Linked DNA regions of Mus musculus: regions 1, 2, 3 and 5 are each linked to region 4. The links are chromatin contacts, called in public HiCAR-type and promoter capture Hi-C maps. All regions are on one chromosome and are shown on one strand. Each heading gives the region's core, a stretch centred on a gene start, on an enhancer-like site or on the middle of the called end of the contact. The rest is flanking DNA. Distances are from core to core; before and after follow the strand shown.

What was found. Promoter capture Hi-C pulls out the DNA fragments that hold promoters and counts their contacts. HiCAR-type assays count read pairs that join an accessible place to other places.
Region 1: a contact with region 4 is called in a HiCAR-type map of astrocytes, with 2.7 times the contacts expected there. The contact joins the promoter of Notch3 here to the promoter of Ndufv3 in region 4. A contact is called at or near these places in 1 of 39 promoter capture datasets (HPC-7-derived erythroid cells) and 2 of 115 datasets of contacts at active chromatin or transcription factors (astrocytes and bone marrow-derived macrophages).
Region 2: a promoter capture Hi-C map of liver shows a contact between it and region 4, with 2.7 times the contacts expected there. The contact joins the promoter of Akap8 here to the promoter of Ndufv3 in region 4. A contact is called at or near these places in 3 of 39 promoter capture datasets (the 3T3-L1 cell line, hippocampal neurons and liver), 1 of 484 Hi-C or Micro-C datasets (the G1E-ER4 cell line), 3 of 115 datasets of contacts at active chromatin or transcription factors (embryonic stem cells, memory CD8 T cells and pancreatic cancer cells) and 1 of 9 other capture datasets (liver).
Region 3: a contact with region 4 is called in a promoter capture Hi-C map of liver, with 2.1 times the contacts expected there. The contact joins the enhancer-like site here to the promoter of Ndufv3 in region 4. A contact is called at or near these places in 6 of 39 promoter capture datasets (the 3T3-L1 cell line, the C10 cell line, cranial neural crest and 3 more), 2 of 484 Hi-C or Micro-C datasets (B cells and CD8 T cells) and 2 of 115 datasets of contacts at active chromatin or transcription factors (extraembryonic endoderm stem cells and large pre-B cells).
Region 5: a promoter capture Hi-C map of pre-B cells shows a contact between it and region 4, with 3 times the contacts expected there. The contact joins the promoter of Wiz here to the promoter of Ndufv3 in region 4. A contact is called at or near these places in 3 of 39 promoter capture datasets (the 3T3-L1 cell line and pre-B cells) and 1 of 9 other capture datasets (liver).

Annotation. Positions count from the first base shown.
Region 1 is chr17:32,165,564-32,168,263 of GRCm38.p6, reverse strand. It overlaps Notch3 (notch 3), which reads left to right and starts at 1,374. Exons shown (of 33, transcript NM_008716.3): 1 at 1,374-1,588. The coding sequence starts at 1,471.
Region 2 is chr17:32,319,861-32,322,560 of GRCm38.p6, reverse strand. It overlaps Akap8 (A kinase (PRKA) anchor protein 8), which reads left to right and starts at 1,323. Exons shown (of 14, transcript NM_019774.5): 1 at 1,323-1,476. The coding sequence starts at 1,458. It overlaps Akap8l (A kinase (PRKA) anchor protein 8-like), which reads left to right. Exons shown (of 14, transcript NM_017476.2): 13 at 570-665; 14 at 776-1,137. The coding sequence ends at 1,069.
Region 3 is chr17:32,274,532-32,277,231 of GRCm38.p6, reverse strand. All of the region lies in intron 1 of Brd4 (bromodomain containing 4), which reads left to right. Among named protein-coding and RNA genes, the nearest start is that of Brd4, 8.3 kb to the left of the region's middle. Within about 2 kb of position 1,326, at least 12 of the 459 cell types and tissues checked have an H3K27ac peak or open chromatin away from gene starts, as enhancers often do. A contact at or near this core is called in liver, where this site is marked.
Region 4 is chr17:31,518,703-31,521,402 of GRCm38.p6, reverse strand. It overlaps Ndufv3 (NADH:ubiquinone oxidoreductase core subunit V3), which reads right to left and starts at 1,288. Exons shown (of 4, transcript NM_030087.2): 1 at 1,142-1,288. The coding sequence starts at 1,189. It also overlaps a transcript of Wdr4 not described here.
Region 5 is chr17:32,386,474-32,389,173 of GRCm38.p6, reverse strand. Wiz (widely-interspaced zinc finger motifs) reads left to right here and starts at 1,357. Exons shown (of 11, transcript NM_001372227.1): 1 at 1,357-1,601. The coding sequence starts at 1,415.

The DNA of each region.
Region 1 (2,700 bases), core at 125-2,624, 650 kb before region 4:
AGTGCACACACACACACACACACACACACACACACACACACACACACACACAGAGAAACACACACACACAAATAAATCTTTAAAAAGTGTATCCGTGACTGTCCTGGAATTTGCTAGGTAGACCAGGCTGGCTTTGAATTCACAGATCTATCTGCCTTTGCCTCTGGAGACCGTGTGAACCATGACATCTTCCCCAATTAACAAAAATACACTTATTTATTATGTAGCCAGTTGGGGGGGGGGGCGCGGCAGGGAGGGGAGATGGGCCCTCTACAATGTAGAGATCAGAGGACAACTTGTGGAAGTTGTTCTCTCCTCCCACTACAGGAGTGTCTGTGTATGCCCTTCCAGGATTATATGGGTCCTCTGTTTCAGTCCTTTGGTCTCCTAGTGATGGAGATGTTCAAGAACGGCACCCTTCACCCGACTCCTGAGATTTCCCCTGAATGCACCTCTAGAGCTTCCATTCTCACTTCACACAGAGGGAGTGTTCAGAGCCTTTGCAGGTCTCCTGGATGTAAAACTCAGTGAATGGCAACGAAATGATAGGCCTCATGGTAAAACCATGTAGAGTGTGGGATGTGCTAGGAGCTGGTGTGGATTTTTTTTACAAAGTATTTTATCTTATTTCTTGCGCACATAAGCGTGTGTGTGTGTGTGTGTGTGTGTGTGTGTGCGCGCGCGTGCGTGCAAGCATTCGAGCACAGTGTGTGTAGGAGTGCATGTGTATCACGGGGTACATGTGGCAGTCAGAAGACAATGTATGTGTTGGTTTTTTTATTTTAGCATGGGAGGCCCAGGAATTGAACTCGGGTGTCTGTGATTGGCAGCAAGCACCTTTCCCTCTTCGGTAGACCTTTGTGATCTTCACATTGTAGGAGAGCTGCACACAGGTACATGAGACTCATATCCACGAAACCCCTGGCCAGATTGTAAATGCTGCCCGCCCGGGTTTGTGGCGCAGTTGGAGCCTGAGTTTTGAGGTGATTGATGTTTAGTGTCCCCATGAAACTTCTATATGGTTTGCATGGGTGCGGCTACTTTTGTTCATTGGCCTCTCTACACCCAGGTTTAGAGGGTTTGGAGTCAGGGGTGTTTGCGTTTGTGTCATGACTGTGTGTGTGAGCCCTGGCTTTGGTTGTGTGCTGGAGGATAAGGATGGATGTGCTCACGAGCTGGATACCTGTCACGTCACGCAGGTTAAGCCCGCATCTCTTGTGGCAGACCTGAGTGTACCGAGGTCTGCAAGTCCCAGGCTTGGCGGGTAGAAGGGTCGGACCCCAGGAGGCCGGGCAGGGGGCGGGGGCGCTCAGAGCCGGCCCCGGGGCGGGGCGAGCCGCCCAGGCCTGGGGGCGGGGCAGCCCGACAGCCTCACTTCGGCGAAGTTGGCGGCGCGGAGGCTGGCCCGGGACGTGCCCGGAGCCCTGGGAAAGAGGGAGGAGGGAGGAGGGAGGGTCGTGGCCGGCCGCCATGGGGCTGGGGGCCCGGGGCCGCCGCCGCCGTCGTCGCCTGATGGCCTTGCCACCGCCACCACCGCCCATGCGGGCGCTGCCCCTGCTGCTGCTGCTAGCGGGGCTGGGGGCTGCAGGTGAGGGATCAGGGACTCGGAGGGTGGGACTGGGGTTGCAGGGGCGGGGAAGCAAAAAAAAAAAAGTATATATATATATATATATATTCTCCTAAGTTTGGAATTTAGAGGACCTGCCCCCCCAGGATTAAAGCCGGGGCAGAGATGCAGCAGCTGGGGGTGTGTATCAGTCATGGGGTTCGCACAGATTCATGATGGGAAGGCAGGATCCTAGAGGCCCAAGGAATCGAGACCCTTGAATGAATCAAGAGTCCAAGAGTAGGAGCTGGAGTTGTGGGAATCTGGGGCTGAAATTCGGAAGCGAGGTGTACCAAAAGTTTCAGGCTCACCCCATCCTACTTCTGCCTGGAGTCCTGGGAAGGTTAGGATGGGGGCTCAAGGACCCCCCAAGGCCTAGGACCCCTTGCACAAAAGCGCCTCCCCTATCCCGGGCGGGCCGTGAAGGGGGGGGGGGGACAAGGAGGGGGCGCGGAGTTCTCGGAGCTCTGAACTCGGAGAAAACGTCTCATGTTGGAGAGCTGCAAGACCCGGCGCTGGAGCGCGAGAAGCAGGAGCTGGAGCCCTTGCGAAGCCCGCGCCCCCTCCCCCGCGTGCCGCCCGATCCCTCTTCAGGCCGCCGGGATCCCGTAGTCTCGGGACCCCGTCTCTGTGCCGGGAGGAGAAGGGGCGAGGTCCACGTGCTCATCTCCAGCTTCTGGGCCCCCATCCCTGTGGCCGCAGCCCCTCCCCAGCATGCCTGGGCCCCCCTCCCCTCTTCCTCCACTCTGAGCTCCCCTCCCCCGCTCGGGACAATGGCTTCGCCGTCTAGACACCCCCTCCCCCCGGCCGGCCTCACGCTTTCTTTGCCAGACAAAGCGGGACCCACGAAGGGCCAGAGCGGGGACTGAGGGGGCGCCCCCACCCCTGCCCCGGGAGGCCTGATCAGCGGGGGAGGGGCATAGGCAGTTGGCTGTGGCCAGGGGTTCTAGGGCTCCTATGGTGGGACTCAGTGCTGGGCCGGGTGAGAGTTGCATAGAGAGTGGCTTAGCCTCTAGGCTCTACTAGGCAGGACTGGGCAGGAGCCACCGCCCCCGCGGGGCCAGTGCAGACTCATGGCCTGTCACACATAGAAA
Region 2 (2,700 bases), core at 74-2,573, 800 kb before region 4:
CCCTCCCCCTTTTTACGTTTTATTTTTTTATTTTTTATTTTCTTGTATGTTTTGCCTGCACATATGCTCACTATTCACATGCCTGGTGCCTGTGGTAACCAGAAGAGGGCTTCATATTCCTGGGAACTAGATTAGAGATTGTTGTCAGCCACCTTGTAGGTGGCAGAAAATGAACCTGAGTCTTTGAAATACTAACAAGTCCTTTACGCTGAGCCATCTCTCTAGCTCCCAGCCGTCTTTTATTTTCTGAGACATAGTCAAACCATGTAAACCGTTAAACTCTGTAGTCCAGGTAGGCCTTCCACTTTAATGTCCTGGAGTTACATGGCCTGTGCCACTAAGTCCAGTACTTACTATAGTTTCTATGTAAGCAGATCAGGTTTCAAACAGCAAATAAGGTGTGGGTGATCAGATCGAATCCTAGTTCCTTGCATGCCTGTCCAGACTGACTGGAATTACGCCCAAGGTCACTTACAGACACTAGGACTAGTTATTGGTGAATCTGAACCTCAGCTGGGTTTGTTGGATTCCTAGAGCAGCCTCACCAGCCCTGTCTGCCCTGCCCATAGCTTATGATGGAGCAGTCCAAGAAGTCCTCGCTTATGGTGGCCCGCAGTATTCTCAACAACAAGCTCATTAGCAAGAAGCTGGAGCGATATCTGAAGGTGAGGCAAAGGCGAAAGCACTGTCCTAGTCCTGACCTTTGTGTGAGCCTGGTCCCCATTCTATCCCAGTGATTCCTACCTCCCATTAAAGTCTCTATCCATCTCTACAGGGCGAGAATCCTTTCACTGACAACCCAGAGGAGGAAAAGGAACAAGACGAGGTGGAGGCTGGCGCTCTGGATGAAGGGGCACCAAGCGAAGCGACAGAGCTCACAGAGGGCGTGCCGGCACAGCCCCCCGTGCCCCTGGAGCCCGCCCCAGGGACTACAACACCGCCACCTCCGCCACCACCAGAAGAGGAGGAGAGCCCTGTACCCTTGCTGGGCGGAGCGCTGCAGTGTCAGATCCGCGGGATCCCGGGCCTCGACATGGAAGACGACGAGGAGGGCGGTGGGGGTCCATAACCCTTACCCGGCAGGGCTCCCGTGGCCGAGGCTGGAAGTCCAGCCTAATAAAGTGCTTTCCCATCTGAGGTCTTCGTTTGTGCTGTGGTGAGGGCGGGCCCCTAGAAGTGCGCCTGCGCGCGGGTAAACGCGCTAGAACCGCTCACGCGTGCGCGGACCTGGACGCTCTTGCGCACTAGCTTACCCTTGAGGCACAACTCCCGAGATGCTGTAGATTTGCAACCCGGAAGGCTGGGCGGATCGGCGGGGGCGGGCCCATTTGAGCAACCAATGGTAGCGCCCAGAAAGAGACGTACGCTCTTCGTCTTCCAGTAGCAGACAGCACGTTGAACGCATGCGTTCTGAGCGAATCTAAGACAAGGATCTGCTGGCGGGTCGCGTCGCAGACATGGAGCAAGGCTACGGAGGTTAGTGTGGGCTCTTCTTCACCACGGGAGACCCTGGCGCATGTGGTATTCGGGCTTAGCCTGCAGCCGGAACGCACTTGCCGCAGCCCGGTTCTGTGTGGAGTTGTCCCGGACGCGCGCGCTTCCCTTATTGGGCCTCTGCGCAATCGTTCCCGAAGCGCCGCGCGTGGATTGGCCGGTAGGACTCGGGGCGGGGGGTGCGGATGAGGCGCGAAGGCCGACGCTGTGGCCGGTTTCTGGATGCGTTCTGGACCGCTTTCACTGTGCAAGCCGAGTGGCTCTCATCGCTGCGGGACCCCAGGACCCGAGCGGTCTCAGTCCCGCCTTCTCTTCCGAAGACGCCACAAAATGGCGGCTCCAGGGGCGGGGCTAAAGCGAACGCTGAGGAAGCGGGGGGTGGAGGGGGTTGAGGTCCGGCTGGGTTGCGGCGGCCGTAGCGAGGAGAGAGTCTCAGCTCATCCTCCGCAGGTCGTCCTTGAGAGCTCGTGTCCCCGGGCTCGCTTTTCTGAAGGCTTACGGGCAGCGCGCGATCGGCCCAGCTGTGCACTGCGGCTACACCCGGTGCAGCTTTTTGGGAAAACCTGGCTGGGTCTCTGCAGTGTACGCGGCGTGAGGTGCTCGTGGGAGGTGTGCTGCCTGAGGGGCTGGGATTCTGGACTGTAACATTACGGGGGTCTGCGGAAGCGGGAACGTTGCCTTTCCTAACCTAAATGTCAGCAACTTTTCGTAATTAGGCGTCGGTTCTCGAGCTATCTGCTTTTAATCTCCTGGGAGGCCTTGACTCTGTACGGAGATTTACCCGCAGGAGATAGTTGGAACATGTGGAATGGGGTTGGAAGTGGGCACAGGGAGTGGTTAGTGGCTTCTGGCGGCTAAGGAAGGGATCTTGAGAGGCAGCAGAGTAACAAGATCCCTAGAATTGGACTTGCCAGAGAGGCCTGAGGTGTGATGAACACGTGTGCTTGGGTATCAGCCTAGTGCTCTTTGCCTTTGGGATCCTAGATCTATGTCTTCCATTCTTAGCCTTTCCACCAGATAGATACCTGTCACAACCCTGCTATACTTCTTTGGTCTAGGGAACTTCATGGTGACTCCCACTTTCTACCAGCCAATAATTTTACAGATACAGTTAGGGTATTTGCAGCCTTCCTGGTTTTTTTGTTTTTTTAACTAAGAATTTTTTTAGCCGGGCGTGGTGGCGAATGCCTTTAATCCAAGCACTTG
Region 3 (2,700 bases), core at 77-2,576, 760 kb before region 4:
AGTTGTGGATGTGGTTTTCAGATTTTTCTCTTTCATCTCTAGGAATAAGACCACTAGATCAAAAAGTGTGTATTTGAAATCCTTCCATTGTTACTCTTCTAGAAAGACTACATACATTTCCATTTTTGTCTGAATTTAGCAGTGTCTTATTTATACTAGTGAGGTTTTAACATTTTCTTTTATATCATAAATGACAGTTGTGTGACTACAAAATGTCTTTTCTTAGATGGGTTCTCAGGGCTATTTCTATGAGAAAATAGAATGTTCTTGGCACTTGATCTTGCCAGAGTAAGCCCCATCCACCCCCCACTCTCCTACCCCTAATCCAGTCTCCTGGTCTTGAGATCAGAGGCCCTGCTATCTGAATGCTTTAAGAATGGTGACTCTAGGGCTGGTGAGATGGCTCATTTTGCATTAAAATAAGTGTCTTCCTGGCACAGATCTTATCAATCCAGTGCCCTCTTTTTTTTTTTTTTTTTCTTTTTTTCTTTTTAATTTATTTGCTTTATATGAGTAAACTGTGTCTTCAGACACCAGAAGAGGGCATCAAATCCCATTACAGATGGTTGTGAGCTACCATGTGGTTGCTGGGAACTGAACTCAGAACCTCTGGAAGAGCAGTCCGTGCTCTTAACTGCTGAACCTTCTCTCCAGTACCCTCTTAAGGTATTTGCTGTCTTCTTGCATTCTATAGGATAAAGAAAGGTAGGAAGAAGATGGGGTATGTCCACAACTAGAAATAAGCACTCTGATGAGTAGGTCTTGGTTTTCTAGGCAGGTCCCAGAGAATAGATACCACCATCCAGGTTCTTTTTGTCTCCATTCTAGCAAATTTCAGTAGAGACTAATGTAGGAGATGATATAAAGGTGGCAGAGGCAGACAGTCTGCAGGCCAATCAAGGCTATATAGTTGAGACCCTGTCTTAAAACAAAAACAAAACAACTGACCACTTGAGGAATTGAGTAAATTTGCATCTCCTGAGTGCTATGATTAATAGTGTACTATCTAAATGGTGTTATCGCCTCCCCCTTCTGTAAAGAAAATCATGTTAGCCCTTCCAGTGTACAAAGGCTCTGGAACTTTGCTGCAGGAAGCAATGGTCTTAGTTGGGTAGCATTCTAGATAGCTGTGGAGCTCACTGTCAGGGTTCAGACCTGTGCCTGTCCAAATTGTGTTCTCTCTGTAAGCCACAGTTCTGACTTATAAAATGGGATCAGTATTCCTAAGCCTTGATGTGGAACAGGGTGGCACTCTTATGTATGGCTGAGTTTGAGAGTGCCTCTTACTGTATTTATTTGTATTACTATGCTGTACTGCTCTCCGTTGGGTTTGGAAGGTGGAAACCAGTAGTATTTGTTTTGGAAAGGACTGGGACTATTGTCGGGGTCTTTGCAGTGGCCACTCTACTTTTCTTGGTTTCCATTCAAGGTCGAGATTGCTTGTTTCTAGCTGCTGTTACATCAAGAGACTTGTGTATCTTGTGAAGATAGTGCCAGGGGAGAGGTATTGTTGGGCTTGGTATTATGCAATTTCCAGAAATACTAATTAGTAATTCCTGTGTCCTTGAATATGGTTAATATCCCCAGTTGTCCTTCCTCAGGCAATAAGACACATGACTTCAAGTGTTAAAAAAAAAAAAAAAAACCAGGAAGAAGACTAGTTAAAATAGGACTTAAATTTGAGGACTTTTATCTGAAATAGTTGGCATACACTTTGAGGAAGAGTGTATTTTATGGGAGCCGATTATTATACTGTGTGGCTGAAATGAGAACCACGTGGAATATAGAGCCTGCCAATGTGGTTGGGTGGTGGAGTCATACAGGGTAGCTGCTCTTGGGCTACTCTGATCTCCCAGGACTCCGTTTCTTGTGTATAAAATAGAGTAAAAGTTAGGTTGTATAGACTGGAGATTGAGGGAAAGAGAGTTGAAGAGAGTTGCTTTTTGTTTAAGGTATGATCTCTATAACCCAGGTTGGCATCTAAACTCAGCAATGCTTCAATAGCTTTCTGAGTGCAGGGACAAATGTTGTCACCTCACCCAACAGTAATTCTTTGTTTGTTTGTTCATATATATATGAATAATTATATTGTTGTATATTTGTACTCCTGAGCATGTTAGTGTGCCACATATATAACCCTAGTCCTTGTAATTCAGAAGAGAGCATTGTAGTAATTACAGACTAGTAGTGAAACCCTCTTTTTGACTGCTGAGCCATTTGTCTAATCATATCCACTTAATGTAACTTCTGTTAAGAAAGTCTTGGCCAGTTGTAGTGGCATACTTGGTAGGCAGAGGCATGCAGATCTCTTGAGTTCCAGGCCAGCCTGGTCTATAAAGTGAATCCAGGATAGCAGCAAGAGCTCTTAACACAGACAAACCCTGTCTTGAAAAACCAAAACCAAACAGACAAAAACAGTCTTTTGTTAGGTTTCTTTGAAATATAAGTAACTTGGGATGGGCTTACGTTTATAGTTCAGTGGTAGGAGACTGATGTGACATGGGTGAGACCCAAGTTTCAGTCCCCAATATCATAAAAACATATGAAAAAAACTAGTTGCAGCAAAAGGAAATTTGTTACTCATTAGCCAGATGTGGTAGTACATGCCTGTATTTCCAATACTAGAGAGTGTAAGGCAGGGGGATTAAAAAGTTCACTCTGAGCTACATATGAGATTTGGTCCATAAAAGCGGGGGGGGG
Region 4 (2,700 bases), core at 39-2,538:
CAGGAAAATCACTATTAGCATCTGGGTAAATGAAAACAACTTTATTTCCCTAATCTTTGCAGAAATTTCCCAAAATAGGCACTTGGAAAGTTTTTATTAAAAATAAAGACTTTGCCAGCTTCGTTATACAAAGCTTCAGGATATCTTGGAGAAGAGCCTGGTTCTATGTTCTGCAGAAACCTGGGGCTCAGGGGTTGGGAGGATGGGAGACAGATGCTTCTGAGAAAAGCTCTTGCTGTCACGTGTCCTGCAAAGCCTCAGTTAGACAGACCTGTGTTGGGGGGAGGGGGGGAGCCTGTGTTAGCATGGGGGAGGGGGGAGGGAAGTGCTGGCCTCTGGATGGCAGCCATCATGCCGGCTGTAACACTCAGGCCTGGATCCTGGATGCAAGGCCCAGTTGGCTCTCAGCCCAAGACTCCTGGGTCTTAATACAGGGCAGCCAGTTTACTCTACTGGCTATTTTGTTACTTTACAAAATACTATGTTTCTTTTTGCAAAATTATCTCCCTACAGTTAGTAAAGTTGCAGAAACACTATCTACTAGTAAATAGGATGTAGATAATTGCTTCAGAAGTGTTACAATTTGAGAAGAATCTTATTGTAATTCAGCCGGCAACCGCTAAGGTATGTGTTAGATCCTAGGATGCTTCATGCTAGGGAGGGGGTTGGGGGGTGGAGCAAAAGAACCGGAAAACTTCTATTTATACTGATGATTCTCCGTGTGTGTACAAATTATGTGTACCGATACACGCTGGAAAAAAATCGCTGGGAGCAATATACCTGAAGGAATAATTAAACAGTGCCCATTTGACGACGGGAGCCCTCTGTCACCTGTATTTTATATTGCTGTGAGCATTTCCTGCTTTGGGGCCAGTTCAATGACAGCTCTTGACAAGCAAGCGCAGGGCCCTAGGTTCCATCCACCGAACCCAACCCAAACAAAACCCAATACTAGTTTTGCAGAGAAAGCCAGGTTTCGTTTTAAAAACAGCCTCAGTGACTCGGTTTCACTCCTGCAGAGAAAACCCTTCTGTCCGGGTCAGGTGAGCACAGGCCCTAGGACCCCTCTCCGCACCGGGCCCACGGGTGCAGTTAAGGGTCAGGCTAAGGGCCCGGTATGTCCCGCCCGTTAGCCCTTTACCTTCAGCGCCCGGATCCGTCCTCCCCGCAGGAGGAGAGAGACCGCCATGGCACAAATGCCAAGAGCGGAGGTCGCACTTAGGTACGTGACCTACTTGTGCACACGCACCACCCCAGGCTCCGCCCCGCGTCCACGTTCACCAATCGCACACCATGGTGGACCCAAGCGTTTGCGCGCGCATTCTGGGAGGGCTCCTTAAGGCCACGCCCCTAACTGAGTCCACCAATTCCGGGTTCGGGAAAGCGTGGGGTCCTCCCCTGGGTAGATCCCGCTGAAAGTCCCGCCCCTCCGATTTGGGCCTGCCCACCTTGCCCTGATCTCGCCCTTAACTCTGGTCTGTAACCTACCAAAATTGCACAGCTAGAATCATGTCCTTTGCGTTTCTGGTTCGACTTGAGAGACTTCTGTGTTTGGTGAGATCTTTGTGAGTTTGTTGTTTCTTGGAGATACAACTCGGTGGTAGTGCGCTTGCCCAGTAGGGGCGTGGTCTTGAACAAACAAACCAGAAGCTGGGCATGGAGGTGCCCACCTACCATACCAGCAGTAGGGCTAGTTCAAAGACAGCCTGCTCTTTTACAGAGTAACTGTAAAGATTGTTTGTAATCAATAGATAAACTTGGGGCTAGAGAGATGGCTCAGCGATTAAGAGCACTGACAGCTCTTCCAGAGGTCATGAGCTCAAATCCCAGCAACCACATAGTGGCTCATAACCCTCTATAGTGAGATCTGATGCCCTCTTCTGGTGTCTGAAAATAGCTACAGTATACTTATATATAACAATTAAGTGTGGGGGGGGGGGAGGAGAAAGAAAAGTACCTGTCATTTGTCCCTATTATACACACACACACACACACACACACACACACACATATATATATATATACTCACACACATGCACACCCAACTTCACCAGTTGAGGACCAAGCCTTTAACACACAAAGCTTTTTGGAGAACCATATCTAAGGCACAGCTGTGTTACAGTATGTGTTATTGGAATTCCTCTTCCCACTGATTGATTGGTGGCCCCTCGCACACGTTTGCCCAGTGCACAGTAAGTATTTCACATAGATGGTTATGTCTATACCTCCAATTTTCCACCAAGGAAAATTCAATGTCAGTGAAAGGATTCAGAACAATGAAATGAATTACTGAGAAGAAAAAAAAATATTAGAGCTGTTAATGCTGTGTCCAGGCTGTCAGGGGGACAATGGCATGACGGGAGCTCCAAGGAGTGTTCAGGCTCCAGAGACAGAGTGCATTGCAGGCCTCTGAAGACTGGAGACAGCCCATGTGAGAGCATCTTCTAGATCTGAGAATGGGAAAGGTTTCTGTGACATGAGATTGCTACGGACACTGTGGGCTGAGAAGAAGCTCGATCTACCACACAAATAATTGTCCTTCTTCACCTACTCTTGTCTCCAGGGGACACTTGCATGCTTTAGAGGTGAGTAAATAATACTGAGGGGAACGGGTACCACCTGTCCTTTGTGGGACTGGAGTTGGAGCTGTAAAACCATAGGACTCAAAACCTCCACTTCTCACAGCCGACCAGTTTAGAC
Region 5 (2,700 bases), core at 108-2,607, 870 kb before region 4:
GACCCCCTGGGGCGGGGGAGGGGCGGGGCCTGCAGGGGCGGGGCCTGCAGGGGGCGGGGCTGTACAGGTGGGGGGAGGATCGGGGGTCTCGAGGCAGGTGTCTCCCCCCCCACCTCAGCTCGTCCCGCGGGGTCTCCCGCCCCGAGGTGCACGGGCGAAGGGCGCATCCTGGGGACCCTGGCTTCCCCGCAGGGTGCGTCCGCGCAGCGCCGCCCCTACCTCTGCGACCCCTGCGGGAGGTGGGGTAGGGAACGACCATCTGGACTGGAGCCCCCTCCCCAAGCTGCCAAAGTGCTCCGAAGTTGCGGTCCTGCCCGATCCCCGCCAGCAGTGCCTACCCGAGTGGGCACCCGCAGGTGCTTTCTCCAGGCCTGGGCAGGGACCCCTCCAGCCAAGACTGTCAACCCACCCTGTGTAGGGCCCCCCGGGAGCGCCCAGGCCCTCGAGGGCAACGCCTGCTACCAGGCCTGGAGCCCCGGCCCCGCCCCGGTTGCCTGGGCCGGGCCTCACCACCATCTCCCTGGGGAGAGCGCCTCATTCCTGCCCTTCACTTTCTGCTCTACCTTGAAGGTATTTATAGGTGGAGAGGACAATCGCCCTCCTCCCCCCCAGGGTCCTTATTTCTGAAACAGGAGCCCCATCGGTCCTTTTCATCCTCGGGCCAGAACAACCAATATCGGTGGAGGATGCAAGCAATACTATTGGAAGGTGGCAGGGTGGAGGAGCCCAGGCTTGGTATGCATGAGAGATCATGCTAAGAGAAGGGAAAGGGTTAATGGTGGGGTCACTTGAGCGTGTGGAGAGGCTAAGGGGTTAATAACCCTACATTCCTGGGTAGGGAGAAGGATGTGAATGTTGGAAAAGTGTAGGGGTAATTGATACGGGGCAACAGAAGTGAGTAAAGTATAAGGGCAAAGATGGGGGCCCTCGAGACCCTGCACTGGGGAGAGAGCGGGGACCCTGGAAACTGGAGGCATGGCTGTAGGTTATGCAGTCACAGGAAAGCAGCTGGACACGGTGAAGCTGTGAGTGAGCCATGGGAGGAATAGGTGGAGGTGGAAGGAGTGATGAGGGAGGGCTGAGGTGACTGAATGTGCGTGTGTAACTGTGGTGAATGGAGGCTGTGAAGAAGCTGGGGAAAGAGAACGCTTTAGTGTACTGAGACTCGCTCCCAGTAGAGGTGATTGGATTATAATAGGAGTGAATGGAACCTCAACACCACTTAACCCCTCACTTCAACTAAGAGACAAACTGAGGCCATAGGCTTTGAAGGAGAGGACTAGGGTTCTGAGAGAGGGGAGAACAAACAGAATTCTCTTCTTACTCTCTTAAGGTCTTCCTTGTCTTTGTCTCCAGGCCCACAATGTCCTGCTGAACCTGCCAGGTACTGAGTGAAGATTCACGGCTGGCACCCATGGAGGGGTTACTGGCAGGTGGCCTGGCTGCCCCGGATCATCCTCGAGGCCCCGCTCCAAGAGAGGACATCGAGAGTGGGGCTGAGGCTGCTGAGGGGGAAGGTGATATCTTTCCATCTTCTCATTACCTGCCAATCACCAAAGAAGGCCCTCGAGACATTCTGGATGGCAGAAGTGGCATTTCTGGTAAGAGGGCTCTGTGGCCCTAAAGAAGCTTCCCACTTGGTCCCCCAGGCCCAGAGAGAGTCAGGTCACCCCACCCAGCAGGGGCTGAGTTGCAATTGGAATTCTGTTCGATGCACATAGCCTCCTTTAGTGCTCCACGTACCGCTTTTCAGTTTGCCCTTATGAAAACAGATGTCTTGGGAGCCCATGACTGGATGTAAGAAACTGGGATTCATACTTGTAGTGTCCTGGCTTTCCTCTCTAAGCTGGACACCAGCTGTATCCAAATCCCATGTCAGTACCCTGAGCTCTTTGCCCAAAGCCCACTTGTTCCTTCTTGCAGTCTTGATGGAGTGGAGCTCCTGAGCGAGTGCCCTCTAGTGGTAAGGTAAAGTCTGGGGAGATTCGAGTTGCCTCTTTCCATCTTGATTTACCCCATACAAGGCTAGCTCACACTGTCCCCACCTCACAATTTGTTGTTCGTTTATTAAACACTGAGCACCTGCTGTGCCACTTTCTGTTCTGGGTGCTGGGGAAATAATCATAAAGAGACAAAAGTCCCTGTCCTCCAGGGGTTGGCATTCCAGAAGGGAAGGTGGACAAGGAACGACTGAGCAGATGTCATAAGGGCAGGTTATGCAGGCTATGCAGATATTAAACTGAGTGCCAGGACCATGGCTGGGCGCTCCAGGAAAAGCCACCTGACACAGTGGTGTTTGAGGCACAGCACAGAATGAGTGGTGGGACGTGCCCAGCAGGTGGCGGGACAGCATGGGCAAAGGCCCTGCAGAGGGGAGGAGCCTGGTATGTTTAAGGACTTAACAGGAATCTGGTGTGGCTGGTCCCCCAAAACTTGGCCTTCTAATAAATTCCGAGCACCTCTTCTGTGGTTCCTACATGCCAAGTTCTTTGTCTTCTCAATTCACATCATACTTAGAACCTTTGTCGGAAGAGCCTCCGTTATTTAGTATCTCATGTTAGGAATGGGAAATTCAAAACCCTGAGGGGTGAAGTCAGTAGTGTGGCCTTACACCCCTCTTCCTTCTTTGTTTTATTCTGTTCTTTATAGAACTGGGGATTGCACGTAGGCCCTTGCACATACTCTGCAAAAGCTGTTCCA